Regions from separate parts of the Mus musculus genome. Here region 2 is linked to region 1. Evidence: chromatin contacts called from public Hi-C data. All regions are on one chromosome and are shown on one strand. The core of a region is the stretch at or near the end of the contact, and the rest is flanking DNA. Distances in the headings are between cores, read along the strand shown.

The links. A called contact is a pair of places that touch in the nucleus more often than the background predicts.
Region 2: a contact with region 1 is called in a Hi-C map of the N1E-115 cell line, with 2.9 times the contacts expected there. The contact joins two enhancer-like sites. A contact is called at or near these places in 1 of 39 promoter capture datasets (hippocampal neurons), 4 of 484 Hi-C or Micro-C datasets (the N1E-115 cell line, cerebral cortex, lens fibers and 1 more), 3 of 115 datasets of contacts at active chromatin or transcription factors (differentiating embryonic stem cells, embryonic basal ganglia and embryonic hindbrain) and 2 of 9 other capture datasets (adipose tissue and embryonic stem cells).

The regions. Positions count from the first base shown.
Region 1 is chr11:84,289,480-84,292,179 of GRCm38.p6, forward strand. It overlaps Acaca (acetyl-Coenzyme A carboxylase alpha), which reads left to right. Exons shown (of 54, transcript NM_133360.2): 28 at 809-832. Among named protein-coding and RNA genes, the nearest start is that of Acaca, 95 kb to the left of the region's middle. Within about 2 kb of position 1,427, at least 13 of the 459 cell types and tissues checked have an H3K27ac peak or open chromatin away from gene starts, as enhancers often do. A contact at or near this core is called in the N1E-115 cell line, where this site is marked.
Region 2 is chr11:84,722,909-84,725,608 of GRCm38.p6, forward strand. No RefSeq gene overlaps it. Among named protein-coding and RNA genes, the nearest start is that of 1700109G15Rik, 3.8 kb to the left of the region's middle. Within about 2 kb of position 1,338, at least 34 of the 459 cell types and tissues checked have an H3K27ac peak or open chromatin away from gene starts, as enhancers often do. A contact at or near this core is called in the N1E-115 cell line, where this site is marked.

The DNA.
Region 1 (2,700 bases), core at 177-2,676:
CCACCACTGGGCTCAATCTTTCTTTCATGAGTTTGACACCTTCTTTATGAGGAAATTCTAAAACTAGTCAAAGTTAGGTACCATTTTATTAGTGAAAGGCCTAGAGTTTTCAAGCTAATAATAATTAAAACATTATCTTACACCATTTAATTAAAGAATATCAACTGTAACAAGGTTATACCAAACTACTAGTATAATGTAGATTCCTTAGGATTTTCAGGGCCCTTAAGCTCTTGTGCCCTAGGATATGTGCTGCCTTTCAGAGAGGAAAAGTGGGGCTAAATTTCAGGGTACCTGTATCACTGGATTCATTTCCTTATTTTTATTACATATTCCAGAAAAACAATAAGGCAGGAGGAGCTATGGAACCAACTTCTGATTTGTAATAGGAGCAAGGAATACTGTAGACATTTTGTGTCAGGGGTCATATTTCATGTTTCAGATTAAAGATAATGTGCCATATACTAAAGCTTGACTTTTTAACCAGTCTGTGTTTTACCCCTACTCCACATTATTATTATTATTATTATTATTATTATTATTATTTTGTAATGAGACTTACGTTTAAAAAATCCCTGGTGATACATCTGGACCCTTTCCTCAACAGCCGCTGTGGTGAGGTAGGTCAGGAAGAAGCCTCTTTGGAGGTACCCTGGGGGTTGAAGGGTAATGAGCACTTAATTATGTCTGCTGGTGCCAGAGCTGCAAAACTGGAGCTCCTGGTGACTGGTCTGTATCTACTCTGACAATTCTTTTATTATGGCTTTCACTAACCTATCAGTAACTAACTGTGGTTGTTTAATTACAGAGGGAACATCCCCACGCTAAACAGGTACCGTATATTTAGTTTCTTTTCCAATTAAAAGCACATCCTCTCCCCTCCCCCCCCAAAAAAAAACAACTTAGCATAGTGAAACATGGAAAAATATCATACTACAGTCAACGAGGAAATCCTCAGCTTCCCCTTGGACATACTGACTTACCCTTTCTGTTCAGAAAACATGTCTTCAGCTGTTCCAAAAGTACGTGAAAAGTGTCAGTATGGCAGAGACCCCATTGAGCTCTGCGTGAGAGGGAGTGTGTTGACAGGCTATGTTCAGCGTTGCTGGCAACATCTTTCCGAGTTCTCATTACATTTGGGGCTTTCAGAGGAGAAACCCTTAAGATTATTCTTAGCCTGGCAAAACATTCACAGTATTAGTTGCTCTAATTTGCTTCTCCTTTTAGAGGAGTAAATTCCAGAAATAGCTGATCTCATGTTTCATCATTTTGTTAACTGTTTTAAATTTAAAAGTGTTAAAGTGTTCCCATGATTTAAAAGTCATTTTATTTTATACCTGTAAGATTAGTGTTGGAAAGGTGTATTAAGTTTTGTTACTTTGAGCTGTGTGAAGAAGTTCCCAAGCCAATACAGTGCGAGGGGCATTTCAGTGTGTGTTTTGCGTTTCTTCTGCTTCCTCAGCCAAGCAAGGTCACATGCAAGTTTGAGAGGACAGCAGTTTTGATTGGACAGAATCCAGAAAGTGTTAGGGCAGTGACAAGTTGGTGGCAAACTCTCTGTAGAAGTGACAATATTTATAGGCTTACATATTTTCTCTCCTTTTAAAATACTAGTAACTAAAACAAATTATAGCCGTATAGCTCTATTAAAATGTGGAGAGAAGGGGGGGAGAGAAAGAAGGAGAGAGAGAGGTGGGGGGAGGGAAGAGGAAGAGGAAGAGGAAGAGGAAAAGTATTTCTGCGCCCGCCTTGGTCTTCCCTCAGAGGGATGCTTGGTTCAGATCTGCCAACCTTAACTGTTCTGGCCCATGAGCATAGAGATAGAGGGGAAACTGAATCTTGTATATATTTCCCATGGGGTTCTGTCAAGTGAAAAATATATTTAACCCCGTGTTTGCCACAATCATATTCTGTTAGCTTATTTAGAAGGAGTTCCTTCAAATATTATCTGGAACCCATTGCCTCTTTCCTGTCTAATAATAGGCAGATGGAAAAGGTGCCTCACAAACTTGCTCATTGCATAAATATACTTGGTGATCCTAGAAGTCAGGATAATAGCATTTCTGAGTTAACACAGCTCAGAATCCCTGTTTCTAGTGAGCACCATGTGTAAGACTTGCTTGAAATGTGCTTCATTTGTTTCATCCATGGTATCAATGGTTTCCTCTCTCATTCTGCCTCCTGTTTTCCAATACTATTAAATGATGAACTTCCTGTCCTATTGTCCTCATTACCAAGAGTAAAACCCTGGAGTGTCAGTCTCTTTAGTCTGTGTGAGCAGTATCCTCACCTTGCAAAGCATCCTTGTATAAACAGGACTTGCAGTGAGCCTCAGATCTCAAGCTCACGTTGCTCTCTTCCTCCTGCAACATTGCAGGTGGTGTTCTTCAGCGAGAGTTTTGAATAGTTTTCCAAAGAGCAGGTCTCATCATCTCACTCTGAATTTGCTTCAGGTCAATATGCCAGTAATGTGTCAGACAAATCCTGGAGGCATCCTTTAGCTTGGTCCTTCCTAGCAGGCTCTCCTGATTGGTCCTTCAGAAATACCTTGTGATATTATTTATGAGTACATTCTGCTGAGATGCATCAAAGAATATTCATATTCATTATGGAGTTAGATTGAACAAATCAATTCAGTTCTCTTGAAGCATCTCCATTTAGCAACTGATTGTCATGCTTACACATACTTTGAGACGAATG
Region 2 (2,700 bases), core at 88-2,587, 430 kb after region 1:
TCCCCCGCCCTCCTCTCCATCCCAGCTTTGCTCCCGCCTATGAAAAATCAGCAAATAAAAAGTTACATTAACCCCACCCTGACCTCGCCAACATAATACACTGCAGGCTGATGCGCTGCCTTCGGAGGCTCACTGAGAACCTGTCAGTCTCCAATGTCCCGAGCACAGCCTGGGGAGTATTTACCGGATAATTAATATATTAAATGCATGAAAAATAGTTACACAGACTTACCCCCCCTCCCCACCCAGAGAAGGGGGCAGAATGCAAAAAAAAAAAAAAAAAAAAAAAGACAGATTCGGGCTGTATACCATCAATATAAAAGCATCCCCCGAATAGCCATCATAAAAACTGTTCATAATTTTATAGCTTCATTCCTGTTGGAGCACCATAAAGACAAGTCATATTTTTTACACTCAGGATGCCCCATAAAAAAAAAAAAAAAAAAAAAAAAGAATGGAGCAAGAAAACGAGAAGTTGGCAGGAGGTGTTTTCCCTCTCACCTGAGGGTGAGTGACAAGGAGGAGACCCCCGTGTCTGTCCTACGTGACCCCTTCCGGCCACCTTTTTCTTGGCCCAGCTGTGAATTCTGATGAGTCCATCAGAATAATTATTAATTGGATGATTTTACTACTTTGTATTTGGCCTCCCTCCCCCCCCCTTTTTTTTGCTGATTTCATATTTATCTTTTATGAGGATGGAGGTGGGGGTGGGGTATGGCTCTGTGTCCAGATCCTTCATTTCTTTCCCTTTCTTTGGGGAGGCTGGGATGTGAGAAGCAGCACCAGAACTCAGCTAATTCTGTTAGGGCCCCGGTGCAAAGCATCAGGGGCCCTGAGCAGGTCTTTTGTGGGAGATGTTAAGGCTCCAGACTAAGCGGTTGAAGATGAAGGAGAGTAGGCTATATCACCTGGCCCCTGATCGCCCGAGTTTAAGCTGGGGTAGGATGGGTGCCTGAGAGCCACTGCAGGTACAGGGTGTTCAGACCCAGCCCTGGCTAGTCCAGGACGTGAGCGGGACAGCTGGAGCACAAAGGGTGTCCCTTTCCTGCTTGGCCTTGAGTGTCTTCCAAAGACATAAATAGTAAGATGGCCCAATCCCTGCCATATACTCATCATGCACACCTTTCAGAGACCTGTCCTTTTCCCTCTGACCCCACCCAAGAGGAAGCTCTGATCAGCTTCCTGACCCTGAACCAGAGGAGGCAGTGAGAGCAGAAATCCCCCTCGGAGGGAAACCGTGGGTACCCAGCCACTCAAGGGAGCCGAGGCTACTCAGTCCCTTCGCCTCTGGTGAGGAGCTGCGGACGCATGGGGGAGACAGACACTCGCAGAGAGATGCGCAACCGAGCTCTGGCGACCGCCCCATCTGCCCTGCAAATTCAGGCTGCCTGAAGGACCAAACACAGAGAGAGGGAGTGGCTGTCCGAGCGAGCGTCCGTTGGCCATGGTACTGAAGTGGAGTTTTCCAGGCTCTTGGGGAAAAGTCGCTGGACAGTCCTGACTTGCCCAGCCTGGCACACCCAGCGTCCCTGGATTCTGCTCCGATGGACTTCAGCTGATGCCTTCATGGCTAAACTAAGAAGACAGAGCCTCAGGACCTCTTTCAGGGTTTCTGCATTTCTTGTACCTTTGCCTGCCCTGCCTTCCTGCAGAGGTAGCAGGTGTCCCCAGAAAGTCACCCTGTCTCCTTATGACAAAAAAGACCAGAAGAGGTATCCTCTGCTCATACAGGCTTTCTCGATGACAAAGGATCTGTCACCCCCTGCAATGTGTGGGTTCCCTGGGGGCATTCTGGTCTTCCCATTAGAGAAGTCTTCTTCATGACACCAAGCTACTTTCTACAGACAGAAATTTTCACAGAGAACCTTCTGTCCTCCATCCAGCTGGGATTTGATTATGCAAACCCTTCTCCATTATCTAGTGCTGCCCGAGAACACACTAGTGTTCCCCTACATCTCCTTTGCCAGACTGGGGTTTCCTCCAAGGCAGGGGCTCTGCTTCCCCAGTCAGAGAAGGCAGACATCCTTCATCTTGGTCAGAAACTGGGTTTTTCCCATCAGGCCCAACACTACCAGCCCCAGGGCCTGGGACTCTTTTATAAGTTCAGGGCCCTGGTTAAAGGTATTGTTGTGGTTTCTCCAGAAGATGGGAGCAGGCAGCAGGTAAAAAAAAAAACAAAAAACAAAACAAAAAAAAACACCAAACAAACAAACAATTCCTAAACAGGAGTGTGGGGCCTCTGGAAACTCCACAAAGCAGGCTTCCCTGAGGCAAGAGCTGTGTGTGCATCCTTTGTGTGTCCCTGAAGTCGGGAGTAGTGCTCAATTCCTGCTACGGTTGAGTCTGGCTACGCCATCTGTGAACTGGACAAAGGGGAGCAACATTATCAGCCCCTGCCCCCGAGTGCCAGCCACAGACCTTCATATCTACTATCTCACGGTCTCACCACCATCCTGCAAGGCAGATATCCTTATCCTCTCTCTGCACATGAGACTGGCCTGACACTCAGGTCTCCTGTTCCAACTCCCTCAGCCTGGTCCTGGTCTCTCCTGCCTCCTCACCCCTCTTGTCTAACTGTACCGATCCATTCCTATAAAAAGCAGCCACGTGGACCAACTCGGGTCACAATCACACGCTTCAATCAAAGAAACAGGGGCATGCCAGAGGAGGCTCTCCCCAATCTCGGATATTCAGCACCAT